Linked DNA regions of Mus musculus: all the other regions are linked to region 1. Evidence: chromatin contacts called from public promoter capture Hi-C data. All regions are on one chromosome and are shown on one strand. Each heading gives the region's core, a stretch centred on a gene start, on an enhancer-like site or on the middle of the called end of the contact. The rest is flanking DNA. Distances are from core to core; before and after follow the strand shown.

Evidence for each region. Promoter capture Hi-C pulls out the DNA fragments that hold promoters and counts their contacts.
Region 2: a contact with region 1 is called in a promoter capture Hi-C map of pre-B cells. The contact joins the promoter of Ift80 here to the promoter of Slc33a1 in region 1.
Region 3: a contact with region 1 is called in a promoter capture Hi-C map of pre-B cells. The contact joins the promoter of Exosc8 here to the promoter of Slc33a1 in region 1. A contact is called at or near these places in 1 of 39 promoter capture datasets (pre-B cells) and 2 of 484 Hi-C or Micro-C datasets (CD4 T cells and CD8 T cells).
Region 4: a promoter capture Hi-C map of pre-B cells shows a contact between it and region 1. The contact joins the promoter of 4930593A02Rik here to the promoter of Slc33a1 in region 1. A contact is called at or near these places in 1 of 39 promoter capture datasets (pre-B cells) and 1 of 484 Hi-C or Micro-C datasets (CD4 T cells).

The regions. Positions count from the first base shown.
Region 1 is chr3:63,960,983-63,966,106 of GRCm38.p6, forward strand. Slc33a1 (solute carrier family 33 (acetyl-CoA transporter), member 1) reads right to left here and starts at 3,751. Exons shown (of 6, transcript NM_015728.5): 1 at 2,434-3,751. The coding sequence starts at 3,208. It also overlaps a transcript of Gmps not described here.
Region 2 is chr3:69,001,811-69,007,514 of GRCm38.p6, forward strand. It overlaps Ift80 (intraflagellar transport 80), which reads right to left and starts at 2,760. Exons shown (of 20, transcript NM_026641.2): 1 at 2,622-2,760. It overlaps Smc4 (structural maintenance of chromosomes 4), which reads left to right and starts at 2,928. Exons shown (of 24, transcript NM_133786.4): 1 at 2,928-3,280; 2 at 4,266-4,403; 3 at 5,379-5,557. The coding sequence starts at 4,271.
Region 3 is chr3:54,731,114-54,736,811 of GRCm38.p6, forward strand. Exosc8 (exosome component 8) reads right to left here and starts at 4,251. Exons shown (of 11, transcript NM_027148.3): 1 at 3,895-4,251; 2 at 3,183-3,219; 3 at 2,990-3,053; 4 at 2,545-2,618; 5 at 1,587-1,632; 6 at 999-1,104; 7 at 868-913; 8 at 1-58. The coding sequence starts at 3,911. Alg5 (asparagine-linked glycosylation 5 (dolichyl-phosphate beta-glucosyltransferase)) reads left to right here and starts at 4,426. Exons shown (of 10, transcript NM_025442.3): 1 at 4,426-4,536. The coding sequence starts at 4,471.
Region 4 is chr3:58,690,631-58,695,808 of GRCm38.p6, forward strand. It overlaps 4930593A02Rik (RIKEN cDNA 4930593A02 gene), which reads left to right and starts at 1,959. Exons shown (of 9, transcript NR_045167.1): 1 at 1,959-1,991. Siah2 (siah E3 ubiquitin protein ligase 2) reads right to left here and starts at 1,758. Exons shown (of 2, transcript NM_009174.3): 1 at 766-1,758. The coding sequence starts at 1,185.

The DNA.
Region 1 (5,124 bases), core at 2,501-5,000:
ACCTAACTCCAAGTCCATCTATCTCTTTCTTTCCTTCCTTCCTTTTCTTTCTTTCTTCCTTCATTTCTTTCTTTCCTTTTCTTTCTCTCTCTCTCTCTTTCTTTCTTTCTAAACAGGGTTTCTCTGTGTAGCCCTGGCTGTCCTGGAACTCACTCTGTAGACCAGGCTGGCCTCCAACTCAGAAATCCGCCTGCCTCTGCCTCCCTCGTGCTAGGATCAAAGGTGTGCACCACCACTGCCTGGCCCATCTATCTGTAAATAGCCTCTTGACAACATTCTTCTCATTATAGAGAAGGAAAAGCCACATCTGTCATCCTTCTGTCCTGTTCATTACTTACTCCTCGCTGTTTAAGGGTCTGTCTTTGCCTCTAGAGGTTCTTGGAAAACAAATGGAATGAGAGAAAAGGTTCAGAACTGTTATGAAGCTATAAAAAAGCAGTCAATATAACCAAGGTTGTTTCCTCCAGATCTTATCTCATCCCATCTTCCTGTTCTCAATTTGCTGTCTATAGAGCACTGCTTTTTAAATGTCCAAACCATTCCTCAGTATATTCCTTCTGTAGTATCCATAATTAATTACAGAATTACAATGTTTTTAAAAGGTTTATGTTCATGTGTACTAGTATTCTGCCTGAATGTAAGTACATGCACTCTGCATTCTTGGTGTCTGTGGAGGCCAGAAGAGGGTACTAAATCCCCTAAAACTGTAGTTACAGAAGGATGTAAGCCACCATATGAGTGCTGGGAACCAAACTTAAAACGTCTGCAAGAGCAACAAGACCTTTTATCAGCAGAACCATCCTCAAACCCTTGGCTGTTTTCTTTGTTTCAAGTTACGGTTTCCAATACACAGATTTTCTAGATACTGTTTTTATCTTCTCTTTAACTACCTAGGCAACGATATTTCCTTATGATTCCACATTCTTTAAATTCCTCAGAACCACTAGGTAGTTAAACTGGGCATGGTGGTGTACATAATTAACTATATGTGTCCTTAGGGAATAGAAGTCTAAGACCAGTCTAGACTCTTGTTGAAAACTAGGGGCTAGACAAAGGTCAATAATAGATTCCTAGCACTGAGAGAGGAAAAAAAGGAAAAAGTCCCACTGGTTAATAATGGGATTGAGACTTAGCACAGTAGAAGATGGCTTCCCTTTTATGTAGAAGTACTAGGTTCATTTCCCAGAACCAGGAACACACAAACAGAAACAGAATACACAGAATATAGTTATGTTATTACCAAATTACAGAAACCTCAAAACTAGTAATGTGGTTATGTGTAAGCATTAAAATTAAAAACTCTTTAACTTAAAATGTTTTAGACTAAATCATAAGTCAACTATGGATAGAAATTAATTAAAGTAAGCTATTTTAGAATCTTCTGGAGAACAAAGTTCAAATTCCAGTTATACCAAAAATAAATAAATAAAAAGAAAAAAAAATCACACCAGCTTACATAAAGGTTTAACTAATAATAAAGTCAACTGTTATCTCTACCATGGTCACTGGCCGGCTATTCTGGGCCTCAGCAATGTTCATCTCTACTGTTCCTAGTTTGCACAGACAGTCTTTATTTGCAGTAGGTCCTCAGAATCCTGCCACTTAGCCAATTCCAGAATGCTTATATTAAATACTCTTCCCATTCAGTAGATGGGTAAATGGGGACTACTTGTGAAATAAAGGTGGAAAAAGATTGAAAAGCAAGAAAACATTCACCAAAACACAAAAGAAAAAATGTGAACCATATGACCCACATTTTAAAATGTATACTTCTGTGTCAGGCAAATGTCCATGGATCTTTAATTCAGAAATTTTGTGATTCTATCGGTTGCTTTTTTCCTATTCACTAAAGAGTACTGATCAATATGACTGTGTTAATAGGCTGACATAAGGAATACTTGAAAGAAGCACACTTTAATAAAACAGAAAACATACTTAGGTATCTATCATATAAGTTCCCAGTAAAATTTAAAAAGCCAGCTGTAGTGGCACATGCTTGTAATATTAGCACTCGGGAGGGTGAAGCAGGACTGTGTCTCAAGCTGGATATATAGAGCCTTTTAAAAATCCTGTAAACAGAATTCAGAAAAAATTCAAAAGCAAGCAGAAGGACAAACATCAAATGGTTTCTCTTCTAGAAAGAATCTGGAAGGAAAAGAAAAATGTGTGTGTGAACTGTTTAAAGGAAGACGACTAGGAGGTAGATGTAGAGAACAAGGCTGTGTTATGGAAGTGATTGTGAGCAAAGTATGAAAATCTCATAATGGAATCCAATATTGTGTTAATTTGAAAGGGAAATGAAGTAAAATATCTTGTGCATCATTAAAAGTAAAAAATGTATGCAAACAAATGAGAGCTCCCATCTGATGTTTCATCAAAAGCATTCATAAGCATAAAATAAACCTAACAGTATAATAGTTTTAAGTACACTACCTGAAAGGGTAACGATTCCCCTGGGTTGAGGCTGAAACCGCAAGTATTTGTTACAAAAGTCAGCAGATTCAAGAGCCAAAAATAAAACATTGCCCAAAAAGTAGCCAGCTGTTTGGCCCACAGAATTGCATGTCGAAGCATAGCCCACGTTTTCCCGGGATAACATAGTTAATGCCCAACCATCCACAGCGATGTCCTGTGTGGCAGCCAGGAATTCAAACAAGAAGAATGTCACAGTGAGAGCAACTACATCCGGTGTTCTGCCATCAATATTTCCGAGCAAACGGTCCACTTGAGTGGATAAATATATCATGAAGATTCCTAGTGTATACTGAGTAGGGACAAGCCAGGACTTGCGACGACCAAAGTTCTTAAAGTAGACGGCATCAACCAAGGGAGCCCAGAGCAACTTAAGACTGAATGGCCAGAAGACAAAACTGAAGAAAGCCTGATCTGTATAGCTAACATTTTTGCTTTGCAAAATGAGGGGGATGCTCCCCGCCAGGCCTAAGGGAATGCCCTGAAGCACGTAAAGAAAGAGTAGTAACAAAATGCTACTTAGTTCGGATCTATAGCTCCGCGGGGCTTTAGGTAAGTCACCAGGGCCGGCATCACCTAGAAGAACTTCCCGGTCCCCCTCCCCGCCCACCGAGTCTCGGCGACTGTCATCCCAGCCGCCCGGTGGCAGCGGGCCACTCTTCATATCCAGAGCGTGGCTAAACATGCCTGACCGCCGCTGCCGACTGCTGTCCTTGTGGGAGATGGTCGGTGACATATCAGAGACGACGCAGAGCCCGGTGTGTGGGGGCCTGAGGCTGGCGTTTTGATCAGTCTAGTCCCAGGTCCAAGGCAGTCTCTCTGGACCCGGGTCACGGTGGTTCAACGCCGGGAGGGCGGACGCGGAGAGACTGGTCGCTGTTTTGCAGCAGGGAGCCAGATCCCTGGCAGGTGGCCCAGGCGAAGCCTGGGTCGCTGCCCACAGGAGCGACTTCAGGGAGCCGGCAAGAGCTCCCCGTGCAGCCGCACCCGGCTTGAGGCTGGCGGAGCGTGCCGTGGCGCTGCGACGGAGTCTGGCTCTTAACTGCAGCGGGGACTCGAACGCTCTCTTGCCCGTCCACCAGCTGACACTGCAGCGGGCACCCTCCTCAGTAGACACCAGAGGTAAAGGATAACTTCCTGCCTCGCGCTTCGGGAAGTGGTTCCCTGCCAAAATGGGTTCCGTGCCTCCCGACGGAGCCAGCGAATCAGAACAAGTTCCGGTGGCGGCGACCGCGAGCAACGTTTGCTAGGAACCATTAATTCCCTCGATTCTAACCCCGAGGGAGGAATAACGCCAGCGTACCGAGCGTCCAGGACGGAACGTCTTAACAAACCCGGTTCCGTTTGCGCATGCGCTTGCATGGAACTCGTGTGCCTCGGCCATTGGGCCCTCGTCGCCACGTGAGCGCGGGTTTTCTGGATTGGCCTAGGCCTTGGTGATAACATTGCACAAGGTCTGTAGGCGAGTTTGTACTTATTTAATTCAGTACATAACTTCCAGGCTTGTAGTTGGGTAATAATGCTGCTTTGTGAACCTGCAGTTACTAAGCTTTGGTGTCAGGTTGTGGGTCCTTTATGCCCGACTAAATGGAAACACTCCTACCTAATACACAGAACGAATAAGGCTGTCCATTTCCCCCAATGTCAAGGAAGAAATGTAGGGGAACGCTAGATACACAGAGTGAAGGAGGTAAATTTCAGTCTGCTGCATCTTATTTTTTTGCCAATGGAAACGTCTCGAAACCACCTTTCTCCTTTCATGTCATCCATGGTTATGCATTTTAAGTGCATAACGACGCACTTCTTCGAGTTTTGGTGAATCGTTGGAAGCTCTTAGAGCTTGAAATGTTGAGATACTAGATTTAGTATTTCAGTGATAACAAAGAAATAAGTTTTCCAAGAATTTTATTGGATTCATAATTGGCCAGTTTTTCAAATGCCATTTCAAGTGTAATAGTACATGCTTTCTTCATTAAAAACAAAAACAAACCATAAATTCCCTTGTGGATTTGCTGCCTTCCCACTTTTCTGATTTCTACAGCTTATTAACCACTTAGCTAATTTCCCATGTTCTCTTCTCATTTCTCCCTGGGTCCTTCCTTTTCCTCTCCTCCCCCTTCTCTCCAGCTCTTGTATGGTCATAGAAATGTGAGACTTTGCTTATTATTATTATTATTATTATTATTATTATTCGTCTTTCATTTTCATTGTATTGATACTGAGTCCTGGGTTACATAAGCTAGCATATGTACCCAGGCTGGTCTCAAACTTATGGCCATACTCCTGCCTTAACTTCTAGAGTCCTAGGATTCTATACATGAGCCACCACACCTAGTCTGATATACTTCAATGAAAGAACACAGTGACCATGAAGTCTTCTAATCTTTGTTAAAGAGAGGAACAGAGTTGGTTGTGGTGGTGCATGCTTGTAATCCAGACTAGTCTATAAAACGAGTTCCTGGCCATCCATGGATATATAGCAAGTCTCTGTCTCAAAAATTGGAGTGGAAAACAGTTTATAGTGTTATCTATGTGAGACCAAAAGTCTCTATTTTTTTCAACAGGATCTTACTGTATGGTCCTTACTGGCATGAAACTCACTCTGTAGACCGGGCTGGACTTGATCTTACAGAGATCCACCTGCCTCTTACT
Region 2 (5,704 bases), core at 1,510-4,009, 5.0 Mb after region 1:
AATTCAAGGCTAGTCTGAGCTATAATGAGACCCTGTTTCAAGGAAGAGAGGGAAGGAGAGAGGGAGGGAGATGTTTGTTCTGACAGGGCATGGTTAAGTTCATTTAAATTTGAGGCTGTCGTTAAGTGATTTACTGAAGACCACTCCTTTCCACGTTAGTTAAGACTTTCCATACTGATACCAGCATCCGACTCAGTGGCCAGCACTACTGCTTGTTTTACCTGTTGCCTTTTCACTAACTCAGAGATCCATAAAGAACGGCACTTGACTGTCTTTAAGGGTTTATACTCTTAACCACCAAAACCTGTAACAGCAGTAGTCTGTCCAAAAGAACCGTGAATCTTTCCTTTCTCTTGCCTAGGCACTCTTCCCTACTCAGGAAAGAGTGTTTAATATCGATCTATCTAAACCTATGACTGATTTCTTTTCCCTGTAACAACATAACCCATTTCAGTTGTTAAGAAGTCTTCCTTTTTTTTTTTTTAAAAAACACTCTCACTCTATAGCACTGGCTCCAACTCAACACATAGCCCAGGTATTCTAAATGCATGGCAAACTTCCTGCCTCATCTCCCAAGCTACACCCAGCCTGTAGCTATATTCTTAATTTGCCTTTCAAGATCCTTCCTAAATTACTCTTCCTCAAATGCCATCACATAGTAATATCAAATACTTATGTATACTAGATGAACAAACACTGCTCTGAGATAGACATTATCTGTTGATTTTTAACATTCCCAGAGACACTTGATGAGTAAACTGCCCAATTCTACATCCAAAGAAATAATAGGATTTAGGGTTGTTTTCTAACTTTTAATGTGTATACTGCATGCACGTATGTGTGTGCCGAGCACCACCATTGTGCAGAAAAGGGCGTCAGGTCCCCTGGACTGGAGTTACAGGCAGGTATAAACTCTCAGTATAGGTGCTGGGGACCAAATCCAGGTCTGCGAGAGCAGCAGTGGTCCTCACTGCTGAGCCGTCTCTCCAGCCTTCCTGCTTCCTACTTATAGCTTTCTAGTAAGTTCTGCTCTGACTAGCATATACACCTTCCCATATGGTCTATTCTACCTTTTTCTTACATTTACTTTACATGTATGAGTGTCTTCTCTGCATGATGTGGTTCACATGCATGTCTCTCTCCAGGCCAGAAGAGGGCACCGAATCCCTGGAACTGGAGTTACAGACGGTTCTGAGAGCCATGTTGGTGCTAGGAACAGAACCTGGGTCCTCTGCAAGAGCAGTAAGTGCTTCTAACACCACACATCTCCCCTGGCCCAGTCTACTTCTTTCATAGCAGGTATCTCTTCCGCTCAGCTTTGTTGTATTTTAGAACCTCTGAAAATACAAAATACTCCAGAAGCCCCTAAAAAGAATCCCTTTATCCTCTTGGTACTCCTACTAGTCCTCCATACCCCCCCCAAAAAATATTCATTGAGCTTCATGGTGACATTTATTTTATGAAGACAATTTATTTTCAACTAGAAATATAAAGGTACATTATTATATTAGCAAACGTTTATTCAAACCACACCAATCTCCAAACTCCTCCAGACTCCCACACTTGTAGTCCTCTCCAGCACTTCCTGAGAATCACTGAATCTAAGTGTTAGGCATCTCAAAGCCATAATATATTTTAGAACAATGTAAATTCATTCATTAAAGGTTGGTGGGCTGGAGAGATGGCTCAGTAGTGGTTAAGAGCACTGACTGCTCTTCTCTGAAGGTCCTGAGTTCAAATCCCAGCAACCACATGGTAGCTCACAACCATCTGTAATGAGATCTGACACCCTTTTCTGGTGCACCTGAAGACAGCTATAGTATACTTAGATTATAATAATAAATAAATCTTTTTTTTTAAAAAAAAAAGGTTTATTGGTGCTCTAAAATGCCAAACCCTAAATAGGTTGAGGAAAAAAAAAGAGAAAGGCTAACAGCTCTCAATTTAAAAGTTGCTGTATAAATACTTACTGGGGGCAGCGAAATTAATCAGCGGTTCTTTAACATTGGGGAGGATGAGTGATACAGACCGTTTTTCAAAATTATAGGGTCACTAAACATTCAGGAAAACAATGCCAAAACACACAAAACTTGGTATACAATTTTCGGAGAGTCAGAAACTCTGTCCCAACCATCATTATCCTCAAACTCAGGTTAAAAGCCCATTAAGGAAACTAAACCGCTCGGGATTAGGAATTGCCGCATCCATTTAACAACCCTTGCTATTCCTTTCACTGTGTAACAAAGACAAATGCTACTTATGAACTAATTCCCCCATAACGGTAACTAGTTATCACCAGCGAATCCTTTCTCCCACTAGGAGCCCTGCTGGCCAAATGGTTATTTAAACTCAACACCTTTCAGTAGTGTCACTTACACAAAATAGTTCAAAAATCATTGTTATTCATAAATGGACTACAAGGTTAACTCAATAATCCCGGTTTCCTCGCTTTACCTGTAAACTCCACATCCCAAGATCAACACCCTGGTGGCTGGAAGAAGATGGAAAATAACTGATGCTCCCGCAAAGCTCATCCCATCTAACCAAGAGAAGCTAGGTCTTAATGACCGCTACCGCTTCCAAGCCCTTTCTTCAAAGGCTCTGGAGATGAAGAAATTTACCTCAAGTTCCAGGAAAGCGGTGGCGACTGCTCTCAGAGCTCGAACTAGTTACCAAATAGCCTCCCGACCTTTCCGTCACCATAGTGATTTCTAAGCGCTGCGAGCGTTTCCCCCTGCCATGTTCCCGCGATACTTGCTAGGTGCCAGTCACCCGAGCGGGCTCTTGACCCCGCCCCTAACCGAGCCCGCCCTCTCCCTGGAAGGTGTTATTGGGCAACTTGGACCCGCCTACAATTGTAGGCGGGACCCTGCTTGTTTTGTTTTGTTTTTTTTCCTTCTTTTTCAAATTCCTCCAGTTTTTCAAATGCTGTCGTTCTAGAAGTGCGAAACTCTCATTTCTGTTAAAGTCCACAGAAAGGACGTAGCCCTGCTTGCTCTCCCTTCCCAGTCGTAACTTGGCCCTCGGCGCCACGGTCCCTGGGGTAGAGCCCGCGCATGCGCCCGAACGGCCCGAAGATGGCGGTGGGACTCGCCGCACTTTTTTTCAAATTCGCGGGTCCCAGAAACCCTTGCGCGCGTTTGTAACGAATTTCCGTTCGAGTTTGGATTTTAGGCGCCATTTTCGAGTGAAGGACCCGGAGCCGAGACACCGGGAGGAGCGAGGCGGGGGGTCGGCCGTGCCACCATTTCAGCCCGGCTCGGAGTGGACCCGCCGACAGGTGAAGTCCTTCTCTTCTAGATCAGGTTGTCACACTTTCTCCTCCCTGCCCCGCGGGCGCCCGCAACCCCAAGGCCTGGAGCTGGAGCGGCGGAGGCGGCTCGGCGAGCTCCCGTGCCTGTCACCCCTCCCCCTCGGCGGCCGGGCGGCGGCTCCGGCGCCTCTTCCTGGGGGAGGCAGCGAGCCTGGCTCGGCCAGAGCGTCCCCTCCCCCAGGCCGATCCGTCCTGTCTCCTAAGGGGACTGCAGCCCCACTCAGAGCCTCTCCTGGGCACTTGGCATGGCTTACACTGTCGTCCATCGGGACTCCGCCCCGGACCCGGGAGGGTTAGACCCCCTACTATCCCGGAAAGTGACCCAACCCAAGCAGACGCTGCCAGAGTCCAGTTCAGCAGTGTGTGGCGGGTGACTCCGGCTTCGGCCATCCTCTCCGCTGGGGCGATGAGGAAAAGAGACCTGGACTTCTCCGAGGGCCGTCCGGGCGTCAGGACCTAAATGGCGGGGAGAAGGGAGGGGGTTGACAAGTCGCCCGGGCAGGCAGGCGCTGCTGCTCTGGAGAGTAGCCACGCAGCCCCGAAGCTGGACGAACTTGTCTCTCTCTCTCTCTCCCACTCTGTACCTCTCTCCCTCCCTCCCCGATTCCGAGCACATTCACTCCCCAGCCCCGACGGGAGGAGACTTGTCAGCAGACGTCCTTCTCTTATGAGATGGTTCCACAGGGGCGGGGGTGGCCTGAGCGAATTCCTCCGTCCTGGGCGCGATGGCAGGCGCGGCTATGTTTCCCCACGTAGCTGGGGCGTGGGAAAACCCGTCCCGCCCGGTTGCCACTGCTGGGTTCCTAGTAGCCACTTTCCTAGGGACCCGCTACTGGCTAGCGGCGTTGGGGAACGCGGTGGCGGGGTGGGTCCTGGGCGGAGCCCGTCCTGCTGCTGCGGGGCCTGAGCGGCGAGCTGCGGGCCGACCTGACTCGGGACTCTTCTGCCGCAGCCACCATGCGGCGTAAGGGCACCAAGCCCTCCACTGCCTGCCACCAGGAGGAAGGGCCGCCGCCCTCCCAGGACGGTGCCCACAGCGACGAAGAGATGGAGCAACCGGCCGGCGAAGCGGAGAGCGCTGCACCCGCAAGTGAGTGACAGGTCGGGATCCCCGTGCGTCGGAAGCCTGTGGAGACCCTCTGAGGGTGGCGGGGCGCAGGCGACGACAGGTTGATTTGGGAAGCTCCGGAAAGCCGTTCTTTGGTTTTCAGAGGAATTCCATGCAGTTTGCTCTAACGGTTCTGGAAGATATGAGAGTGAGCGGAAAACTTGCGTTGTGAGTTTCTGTGTTTTAGAGTAGTACTGACCTCTTTCTCATATTTCCGCTGAAAGCGGCATGGGTGCTGAGCGCCTCTGCGCCCTTAGACTGGAGTGAATGTGATGTGGAGTTGCGTGACTCGCCCTTTACTGTTGGATTGTCTTTTGGGGCGCAATACTAATTTTTACTTTATAAAGTGTGTCAGTGTTGGGTGACGCGGGCATATGTACATGAGTGCAGGTGCCCCTGGAGGGCATGAACCTCGAGCATCCCATTGTGGGTGCTGAAAACCAAACTTGGGTTCTACACAAGAAAAAAATTGCTGGGCCCCCTAGATTGCCTTTAAAGAGAAGGTATAATTGAGAGCGTAGAGCAGGCGGAGGGTAGAAATTAAGAGCTACTGTGAAATTCCTGTCACCATGTTACTGAAGTTTGTGAGTTTCTTAAGCTGAGCCATGTGGAGAGTTGGATTTTCGATTGTTAGGGTTGCATCTCCTGCATCAGGGAATCCGTTTGTTGCAAGGTTTTCTTTATGGTATATTGAGTATTTTGACTCCTCTAAGTACAATGTGTATACCACACATTTTGTGACTGGTCTGATTGCTTTCACGAATTTTATTTTACATAAAACTAATCTGAAGGATTATCCATCCCCATGAGTTTAGGATATGTTTGTATGGAAGATAAATTCCTAGGTTTCTTTAAGTAACATCCCTCCATTGTGTTCTTTAAATACTAGCAGATGATAGACGTTCAACTAATTACACTAATGTAGGCTTTCCCCTCTTTGCCTCTCCCTTAACCTAGAGCCTCCAGGTGAGGAGCTGGATAACAGAAGTTTAGAGGAGATTTTGAATAGTATCCCTCCACCCCCACCTCCAGCCATGGCCAGTGAAGCTGGAGCTCCTCGTCTCATGATAACTCATATTGTAAACCAAAACTTCAAGTCCTATGCTGGAGAGAAAGTTCTGGGACCTTTCCATAAGGTACTGCCTGCTCAGATAACGTGGAATACATCTTTAATTACAAGATATTTCAGTGTTCTAACGGTCCTGACTCTTTACACACATATGCTCATAGACGCACAGACAGTATGTTGCCTGTGACTTCAACAACAGGAATGAGTTTTTCTT
Region 3 (5,698 bases), core at 3,001-5,500, 9.2 Mb before region 1:
CCAAAATGTTCCCATCGTAGTCTAGACAAATGAGGTCACAGTATAGAACCCAAGCAAGCTAAAATAATTGACAGAAGAAATTAGACCTGGTAATAGCACAGTGCTTTTTCCTCAGTCCTAAGAATTACAGAACCACTGGTTAGACAAAACAAGATAGACTTGAAAGCCTAAGATCTCCCTTTTTCCCTTAAACTTTTTATAAAGTAGAAGTCAAAGTAGGTTAGGAAAGCTGGGCTTTGACTAGCAAACCGACAAGAGACAACCCTGTCTACTCCCCTAAATAGAGCTATAGGTACAAAGAGGAAGCTTTATGCCTGCTGCTACGTTAGCCAGTGAAAGGGCTACTGTGATATGTGCTCTCTACCGTGGAATGAAGATTTTATAGTAATAGCACTATAAATTCACAAGGGAAACCAATGTATGGACATACTATGAGGTATCCATAAATATCAGCTTAAGTAAAACCTGATCTATTATAAGGAATAAAAGCTTTTTTTTCCTTAGTTAGAAGGTGTGTATGTGTGTAACCTTAGCTTAAAAGTTAGCTTCCTAGACAGCTAATTTGTTACTTGTTGACATGACATGATGGCATACACCTGTCTGTAATCCCAGCACTTGGTAAGATACAGAAGGAGGAGGGAAAGTCCGGCCCGGGTACATAGTGTGACTCTAACTCATTAAACTAAATAAAACCCAGCTGGAAAGGATTTATGAAGCAATTGTTTATTTAGACAAATACAGGGTCAAATGAACTTGCAGGATTCCTTCTAAACTCTAAAATGTCAGGGTTTAAGGTTGAGTAATCTCCACTACCCCGTTAGGCCACATGGCCACTTCAGAGCTCATAAAAGCGCAGGCTGCTCTTACCTTGCCTGGAGAAATGCATAAATCCTCTTTCTTAATCACCTGTGAGCTTGATGTAACGATAAAGAACACAGTAAATGGGAAGGCAAACCACGCGATAATGAATGGTGGTAAAACTATCCTAACAGCCTTACTTGTCAACGACATCTGCAATGAACTGGCTGGTTACTTGAGCCTCTTCCCCAGGAGGTCCTGTCCGGAACCTCGAAGAACACAGCGGTGGTAGATCCACATTAGGGACTGAAAGAAACACTGCAGCTGTGAACTAAATTTTAGCTCTGACAGCTTGGTTACTAGTAAAGGGACTGCTCCCCAGCATGGGACACTGTGACTGGCCATGGGTAGACTCTTTGCTCACATCCAACTATTCAAGTTTTAAATGCTGTTTCCCACCTATGGAAAAGATAATCCAAGACCAAAAATATTGCCCAGTACTTTAAATAGAACATAGACAGGATTTTAATCTGCAATACTGGCTTTTTGAATAAGGGCAACTGAATATGTAAATAAAAACCTGTCCATACAGGGTTGGCAAACTGAAGTTCTTGGGATTTCCCCTCTCCGTTATCTTCTGATAAGCAGAAAGCTTTGTGGGGTTGGAGCTGGGGAGTCGTTATTCTATTTTTGAACATTGGGAATTGCTATCCACCTCAATTACCTCACTGCCAGAGGTATCTCTCAACTTACTTATAATTCATTAAAATTATGAGCATTTAACTCACCGACATATCCTCTATCGGGGGCATCTACTGGTGGTGCTGCAAATTCCTACAAAAGCAAACAATGTATTCCAGTGAGAAAAGCCACGCAACACGATGACATTCTAGTCATCCACAGAGGCCGTGCCAGAGACCATTTCAGCCAATTAACCCATGTTAAGGATGCTGGCACTGCCTTCCTAGTGACTCCCAGGGAGGTTAAAGGGCAGTGTAATCAAACTGTGCTGCTCATCCATGAGGACCAGTGGGATTATGCCCACCCTATGACTTGTTCAGCAGCCAAATCTGAATTTAATCCCCAAGCGACACTGACATGACCAGGCTGGGGAGCCAGTAGTGGCTAGAAGCGAGGTATATAGCAATAAGAGCCCAGTGCAGCTATAGATCCACACAAGAGACTGCAAGAGCTGGGGAAAGTTACTTATCTCTCAAGTTCCTCTGCTGACACAGGGACAGATAAACAGTACCTGCCTACTCCTGAGGGCCCAAGTGAGACAGTGCCACTAAGTCCCAGGTATAATCCTGGCAAGCAGTATGTGGTCTGACAGTTATTACTTCAGCTTGACCACAGACCTAAACGAGGAAAGCTGCTCAGTGAAACGTGAGAAAGCACAGGTTCTGTCAGTAGACTCTGCCTACCTTCTACTTACAGAGATTGGTAACAGTAGAGCATCTAAAAAGCTCAGCAGACAGTTACTATTCCTACGACGAACAAAAGCTATCGATGGCTAAAGGTGTCACTGTAACAGTCGATTTCAAAACCGATATTGCTGAAACCCTAACGTGTGACGTGCTGAGGACTCACCTTGTAAAGCGTTAATGATGCTCACATGTAAAAAACAAAAAAACAAAAACCAACCTTGGGGAATATCATTCCAAATACCAGCCCCTGATCAAGTACAACCTCATAAGCATGCAGTTAACTTGGAATTCAGACATTACAGGCATACAGGAAACCTACTGCTTTAACGCCACAAATGACCGTGGTATTCCCCAGCTTCACGAGAGCAGAGCCATCCGCTGTACTGATTGAACCTGGAAAGGTAAACTTGGTATTCATAAAAAATTTTAAAAAGAAAAAAAAAAAGAAAATAACCACAAAGTTTCCTACAAAGTAGTTTAAATCTTTTTGTTTGCCTCTGAAACTCCCCCCACCCCCACCCACCCACCCCCTGAAACTTTTGACCGGTTCAGGTCAGTGACTTGAAAATGATATTACTACTTAACGTTTTTTCATCTTTTTCTTCGGTCTCCCAATTTGAACTAAAGTTTAGATCAACTACAAGGTTGGTGTGATGATAAAAATCTCTTAACATCACCCGATTGCGTTAGACATAGTAGAGCTGGCTGAAAAACTACGTGACACCAAGGATGTCCCACCCAACTAAAAGGAAGTTTATCTTCACCTATGTTGACAGTTGTGGCTCTGAATTCACCAAGTTCTCTTCCATCAGGACGGCAGTTTTCCTTCTAAATGTTTATAAGGAAACGGGTCATAGATGTATTTCGGGTACGCAGCATTAAGCCTCATTCATTTAAATGAACCGAAGCTTGGTGTTTTTACCCACAGCTCTAACGTACAAAACCACCTTCACTCACCAGAAATCTCCTGTAATACTCCAGCGGCTCCACAGTTCTGAAACAATGTTTAAAACGTGTCTCAGTCAGTGCGTCCTAAAGCAGAAACCCAGAACTTGAGAGTGTGGTGTCTGAGGCGTGATCTCGACAGGCTCAGGCGTTTGAAACTGTGTGGCCCGTATTTATAAAAGCCACACAGCAGCAACCGGTTTCCAGCGGTGACCTTAACTGTGCCATAGTCAGGAGGAACAGAGGCCCTTGGCACACCCAGAAGAGGGTCAACCTGGGTGTCAGTCACATCACTCGTGCTCTGAAGCAGGGACCTTAGCGTGACTTCGCGCCGTTATAAACCACACTCGCCAGCATCCACAACTTTACCACGGAAGAGTGTATTGTACATACGTTTGGCCTCCTCGCCGACCCGCGGCCACAAGTGACTGCAGGTAGGTACGGTGCACGCACCGCAGACGCGAGTTTGCAGGCTGCACGCGTGGGCGGCTCCGGGTTTAACCAGAGCGCGCCCAACGCTTTCCCAGTCCCTTCCGAGGGCGGCCCTGCGTGGAGAGCGGCGTGGCCCTCGGCTAAGAGGTCCGGGCCGTCCTGGATGCAGTGTCCCTCAGCGCCTCGAGTGGGCAGAGCCCTCCCGCGGCCCCGCGAGTCCTCGGGGGGGCCCCCACCCGCCGCCGCGCGCCACACCCGCACCCGGGCCCTCTTTGCGCGCGCCGCCACTCACTTGAACCCAGCCGCCATTTTTCCGGCCCGCTCTGCGCCTGCGCAGCCCTCCGCGCCTGCGCCCTCCGGTCGCCAGGCGTGCCTCCAGCCCAGGGCACTCGGAGGGATCCTGGGTTAGGGAAGTGCAGCTACCGTGTTCCTGCGCCCGAGGCATTAACGCCAGCTCCGGCCACCCCGAGCGTCCCGCTAGTCGCCAATCTCGCGGGGTCCCACGGGCCCGCGCGCTTGTGCACGAACACACTCCCACACACACGCAGGCGCACGAGATGAAAAGGGGGTGACCCTAAAACCCTCCACGGCGCCGGGCATCCTTAGATGGCTGCTCTGCACGGCGCGAGGGGTGAAGCCAGTGCACAGGTCCAGGGCTTTGACTTGCCGCACTCGGTGACCGGCCTGCAGTCCTCGGCGGAGCCGCGCGGGGGCGCTGCGGGGAGGCCTCGGCTTTCCTGCCGTGGCGGGGCACGGCCAGGCGGGGGCGCTGCGGGCGGCGGGCGAGGGCTAGGCCGGCCTCTCCTGCGGGGCCGGCTGGGGCGGGGCGCGGCGCCGCACCGCGCTTCCGCAAGTGTGGAGCTGCGGGATGGCTACGCTGCTACTGCAGCTGCTGGGGCTCGGCGTGGCGCTGGCGGCTGCCGCGCTCATTCTGGTGAGACCGTGGTGGAGTCCGGTGCTCCGGGTGTCCCTTCCGCGCTTCCCTCGCGTGCTTGGCTCCCTTGGCCTCAGATTCCCTGAAATCCTTTGAACCTTTGTTCCCCTTTGGAACCCTATTTGAGTGCCCAGAGCCTCCGCCCAGCTTTTCGGGGCTCCTGCTTCTGAACCCCCGCCTGTCACCCCTCCACGCCACTCCCCAGTCTTCTTCCTGGGGCTCCCATATGCACTGCAGCTGGAAAGAGCGGCCGATCCATAAGGCTAGGGACGATGGGTCAGCAAAAGATAGGCCCAGACGGCGTTCTATTCATTTTGGCCAGGGGTCTTTTTGTTTTGTTTTGGGTTTTTTTGCTTGAGAATCAGGCACCTTAGCGTTTTCTTTGCCATTCCTGTAGAAACGTGGCAGACCCCTTCTGATTATGTAGAAGAGGACATATTTGCCAACTAAACTCTGCCACATAGTTTGAAAAGGAGCCTGTAACTCATTCAGAAAGCAGATTCTGAAAAGCTTGCCTGTATTGAGACAGGTGGCCAGAAAGGCCTCTGCCACCTAGCCAATGTACATGTGCACATGCACAGTCTTGGAGTGGTGTAGCCAGATGACTGTCGCTGTGTGTCCGGTGAAGCCAGGCGCCCTCTCTCACTAAAATGCCTTCTTTAAAGGCTTGGAACAAATCTGAACTTTGTTGGCCACGTTCCGGGTTGTGGCCACTTTACTTTGAATCCTTTATACAGACTTAGCTGACTGTGTGTGCACGATGAGGCTGTGTGGACTGTACTAGATCCCACTGGCTTGAACGAGTAGAGGTACCCTTTATTTTACTGCAAGCATGTTGCACTTGGTGTGCAGTGCGTTGCATCTTGAAGCCTACTTTCCATCTGCCTGTTGGCATTCTTTCTCTCCGCCCACTTTTTTTTTTTTTTTTTTTTTTTTTTTTTGAGACAGGGTTTCTCTGTATAACTCTGGCTATCCTGGAACTCACTTTGTAGACCAGGCTGGCCTCGAACTCAGAAATCCGCCTGCCTCCCGAGTGCTGGGATTAAAGGCGTGCGCCACCATGCTCGGCCTCCGCCCACTTTTGAAAATAAATTTAAAACAATTCCAAATAACATTTCATCTCTAAATCATCTGCATTTATTTCTATAAGGACTTCCTTCTA
Region 4 (5,178 bases), core at 709-3,208, 5.3 Mb before region 1:
TAGTCAAACAAACAAACCAAAACAAAAACCAAACAGCAGCTACAACTTCTGAGTCCTCCGCAAGTCTGGGAAGCTGAGAGAAGGCGTGGCTTGCTGGGTTTTCTGGGCTCCCGTGCTAAGCAGGCAGTATCCGCTTCCCCTTACAAAGCGCTCTCTCAAGTGCTCCAGATCTTGGGCACTGGGTCCAGGAGGAATCCAGGACCGTTCTCGCCAAGCTCAGCGCTGGAAACCGTCCGCTTCCTTCCTCCACAATCTCCACTGCCAGCTTCCCTGTTCACATTAAGCTGCCCAGGCTTTATAGAGCACACCCCTGCGGTGGACGCGGCGGCACTTGGCTGGGAGAGCTGGGATGCTTCTAAACCGTCATCAAGTGCCAACTTATCTACAGTCAGTGCTCCGGCAAACGTCAACCCTAGTTGCTAGTTCCCAAAATGGACAGGTTGGCCTGGAAACAATAGACAAGGTACACACACGTACACACCGGAGACAGAGAGAGTGCGCCAGAGAGAGAGAGAGAGAGAGAGAGAGAGAGAGAGAGAGAGAGAGAGAGAGAGAGAGAGAGAGAGAGAGAGAGAGGGAGGAGAGAGAGAGAGACAGACAGAGAGAGAGAGAGAGAGAGAGAGAGAGAGAGAGGAGAGGAGAAAGACAGACAGACAGATGGAAACAGTGAAATGCCATTCGCCTCTTAGGGCCTTCAAGTGCGCTGGAGGGCACCGGAACTCTGGAAGGTTCCTTGGCAGATCTGCGGATGGTGGCTGGACTTACCTTACAGGGAAACAGAACTGCCGAGGCGACCTTCTCCATAGCCAGGTTCCTGATGCTGGGCGTTAGGGCGCCCCTGCACGTCGGGCAGCAGCTTAACTTCTGGCGGCATTGGTTACACACCAGGTGCCCGGCCTGGCACTGCAGAATGGGGGGCAGGACATAGTCAAAGCAGACCGGGCACTCGAAGAGCGAGGTCAGCTCGTGGTGCTGCGGGGACACCGGGTCGGCCCCGCCGCCGGCTCCGGGGCCTGAGATCACCGCTGCCGCGGCGGGCACCGCGGACGAGCCGGGGCCCGCTGCCGAGATGGTGGCGGCGGCCGGGGGCGCAGCCGGGGACGGGGCGTGCGGGGTCTGAGGCGGCGGCGGCTGCTTGCTGCAGGGTTTGTTAGCGCTGGGGCCGGTGGAGGACGGGCGGCTCATCGCGCTCCGAGCCCACCATGGACCTGCGGGCGTCTGCCTGCCGCGGGGCCGCCCGGGTTAAGGCGGTGCGCGCCCCGCGGGTGGCGGGCTCCGGGGCAACGCCACGGCGCCCAGCCCGGGGGACCCAGCGCGGACCCGACCGGCACCGGGAGGGCGGGGACCGGACCGCGCCGATCCTCTCGGCGGCACCCGGATGGTCGTCGCTCTCGGGGCTCGCGGCCGTGCGGTGCCCTCCTCCGGCGGCGTTCTGGTGCGCAGAGCCCTGGCCCACTCGCTTCAGGAGCGGCAGCTGACGCAAGCCCCGGGGGCGCGCGCGGACGTGACGCTAAGACACGTGTGCGGCCGACCCGGCACTCAGGGACTGGCAGAGCCACCCTGCGGCCCGCGCAGCTCCGCCCGACCCAGCTGGCAGCGCCCGAGCGGTTTCCTCGCTGGGAGCCCTTGAATGAGTCGATCGCCGCCGCGTGGGGTCGCTTCTCTGCGACAGTGGAAGCCGGCAGCCCAGGGAAAGGACGTAGCCCGAGTCTCCCGACCCTTCCCAGGGGACCTACGCCGACCCGCACCGACTCCAGCTAGAAGGGCAACTGCTGGCCCGGCGTGGGCGTGGAGGGCGCGCGAGTGCGCCGGGGGCGGGGCGGGGCTGGGCGGGGCGGGGGGCGGGGCTCGGAATCCCACGTTTCTTTTAGCCATTGACGCGCTGGAGCAGCTGGCGATCAGGCTACTCGGCCGGTAGCTTGACACGCGGGGGCGGGACCCGGAGTCGGGCGGGAGCCGCGCGAAGGCCTCGGGTGTGGCCCGGCAGTTAGGTACGAGGGTGGGCTCTTCAGTGGTTGGGACCTTAACGCTAGGTTTTCCTTCGAAAGCCCACTGGCGAAAGCTTCTTGGAATTGGCCGCCTCTGATTGAGAGAACCTGAACCTCTTTGACAACTCTGACTCGATGGAGAATTAAAACCTCCAAGGAATACCATACACGTGGGTTGGGTTTGTGAGGCCCCAAATGACAGGAGACCCTCTGGTGCCTGAGTCCTTAACGTCTAGTCCTGGTCCAAACCTTAGGCTTTTAGCTTACTTACCTGGGGCTTTGGGAAGAAGGAAATGGGTGAGGTCAACCTACCCCTTACCAACCCTCAGCTTGACAGGATTGGTGCTGGATTCTTCCTGAGTTGTCTTTGTACACCCGACATATGGAAAGTCTCTAAGATCCCCATCTTAGAGGTGTAAAAGGCACCCACGGGAGCTGGAGGGACGCCTCAACATACTACTCTTAGAGGACCAGACTTTGGTCCCCAGCACCCACAACTGCCTGTAACCCCAGCTCCAGGGGATCTGATACCATTTGGTACCAGTACACATTATATACACACATGCCCATAAATAAAAATAAACCTTAAGTGTGGTGGGGGTGGGACAGGGGACATCTACAGCCTACCTTCCGGTCTAGCAATAAGAGAACTCTCCGAGGGTTCCCCTAGTCTCAGTAAAACTTATTTCCAGGTACTCTTCACCATTCAGAACCCCAGAATTAGAGAGCGCCTGAGAGTTTGGAGTGAACCGTATAATGGACATACCCTGCACACAATTGCTATGGCAAGCGTTTTATGCCTGAACTGATGACACTGGAATTGGAAAAAGCTAGTATTGATACTCTTTGTAGGAAAACAGAGATTAGTCAGGATAGGGTAAAATAGTGCCCTGTGACTTCGAGCGAAATTCTTTTTAATATCCTGACTTAGTTTGTGACTGTCTTGTGTGCACACGTGGAGGTCAGAGGACAGGTTTGTGGGAGTCGACTTTCTCAAGTTGGCAGGCTTGATGCAGGCACCACTACCCTCCTGAGCCACCTTCCTGGCTCCAGTCTCCTACTCTGTAAAAGTGAATTTAAACAATTTGAGTTTCTCTGTGCCATTCTTGTAGAACCTCATCCATCATAGCCACCTTGTAAATGATAGCCGTAGTTTAAAAATAACAGTGAATATTTATTATTAGAGTCAATGAATAGAATCTGCTCAAAGAAAAAAAAACAAAGTTAAATTTTGTAATCTAGAAAGACTTCATGAGTAACTGGGTTATCTAAAGTTGTAGAGAAAAACTTAGTGATACATGCCACCTAATCACCCTGCAAATATTCCCTTTGTGTATGCCAGCCACTGTCCTGAGAAGAGTTCTTACTCATTTAAATTCTAGGACAGAAGCAGGAGTGGTAAACCGCTCAGGCAGGGCAAAGGATCTCCGAGGTTTGGGAAATGTCCAGACTGCAGGCCTATAAACTCAGCTCCTTAGGGGTGCTGAGTGAGAAGGATGCTAAACTCAAAGGCTACCTGAGTTACAAAGTGACTTCAAGGCCGGCATGAACAACTTAGTGATACTGTCTACAGTTGAAAAGAAAGGCTAGGGGTGTAGCTTAGTGGCATGGTGTTTGTCTGGCTTATGCAAGGTCTTAGGTTCAATTCCTAGTAATTCGAAAAGGGAAAAGAATACAGTGGGGGTTTGGGGGGTGGAAAGACTGTGAAAAGTGGATGCACACAGAGGATGTATTACAGATGGACTGGCACTTGGTGTGTGTAGTGGGAGTGTTACATACACTAGCTATGTATGAAACTAGTATATGGACAGCTAACAAAGGAATAAGGCATCTGCCTCCGATTCACCTTGGGTTTTGTTTTTGTTTTTTCAAGACAGGGTTTCTCTGTGTAGCCCTGGCTGTCCAAGAACTCACTCAGTAGACCAGGCTGGCCTCGAACTCAGAAATCTGCCTGCCTCTGCCTCCCAAGTGCTGGGATGAAAGGGGTGTGCCACCACTGACCAGCTCACTGTGGCCTTTTTTTTTTTTTTTAAAGCCCTGTAATATACTGAACTTGAACTTCTAGATTGGTGCTATGGGGACTATAAAATAGTATTTATTGAGCACCCACTATATGGGTAAAATGGGTTTTTAGATTTCCAGGCACGTCATAGGGTGGATACTATGGTTATAGTCGAGGAAACAGAGGCATAGGGAGTTTGGTTTGCTCAGATTCACAGAGCCAAGATGGCTGGAACCTGCTCCAGAGCTCGTATCTTATCTGACTCCTACTTTGCTAAGATGAGGTGATTAGCTCACTCACCATAAAAAGAAATCAGCTCCAGAGACCATAATGAAGTGCTGCCCTGTGTAGGCAGTCGTCATTCATTCTTAGCTGGTCTGAACAGGAAAGTATTCTGTTTATTCATTGTTCACCTCTGTTGGGCACACACAAAAAATGGTAGGAAATAAAAGCACCCACGGTCTCACCTTTATTGGAGAGAATATATATATATATATTCAAGTTAGAACCCTAGCAGTTGGAATTTATGACAGACTGCATTCCCTTGTCTCTCTGACCTCTGTCCTCTGTCAGAGACTCCCCATTTCCAGAGTTTGAGAATGTTTGCTGCAGAAGTGGGGTCTTTGCTTTGGCCATACTGACAAGTTCTAGCAGGTTCTGATATTTCAAAATGAAGTATGGTTTCAGAGGCTGCTGAAAAAGAAAAGAAAAGAAAAGAAAAGAAAAGAAAAGAAAAAGAAAAGACCCTAAAACAAAAGCAAACAAAAAACCCAGGAAAAATAATTCTTCACTAAGTGAATTTGGTTACTAAAGCTACAACTCTTACCCTGGCAGATGACTCACCTGGTGTAGAGAATCGCTTCCTTCTAAAGCTTGGTACTCCTGATTAAATCGGCCAGGGTAGTTAGAAACAAAGCAAATGAGAGGTGTCGGGGCAGTTGCTGACAGTGGAGAAGAGGACAGGCCTGCTGGCACATCACTAACCTCCCATGCTGTTAGACTGGACTTTCCAGCCACATTTCTCCTCCCTAAGGGGCTTGGATGAGAGAGGGAGCCTTTCTGCTTTGTGAGTCTGAACTCCTCATTTCCGTGGAGAACATTTAGCTTCGAGCTGCTGCTCAGTGAGTGTGCAGATGGGTGCTGTGTGCAGAACTGACTTGTTTGAGATTTATTTGCCCTGGGGAACGT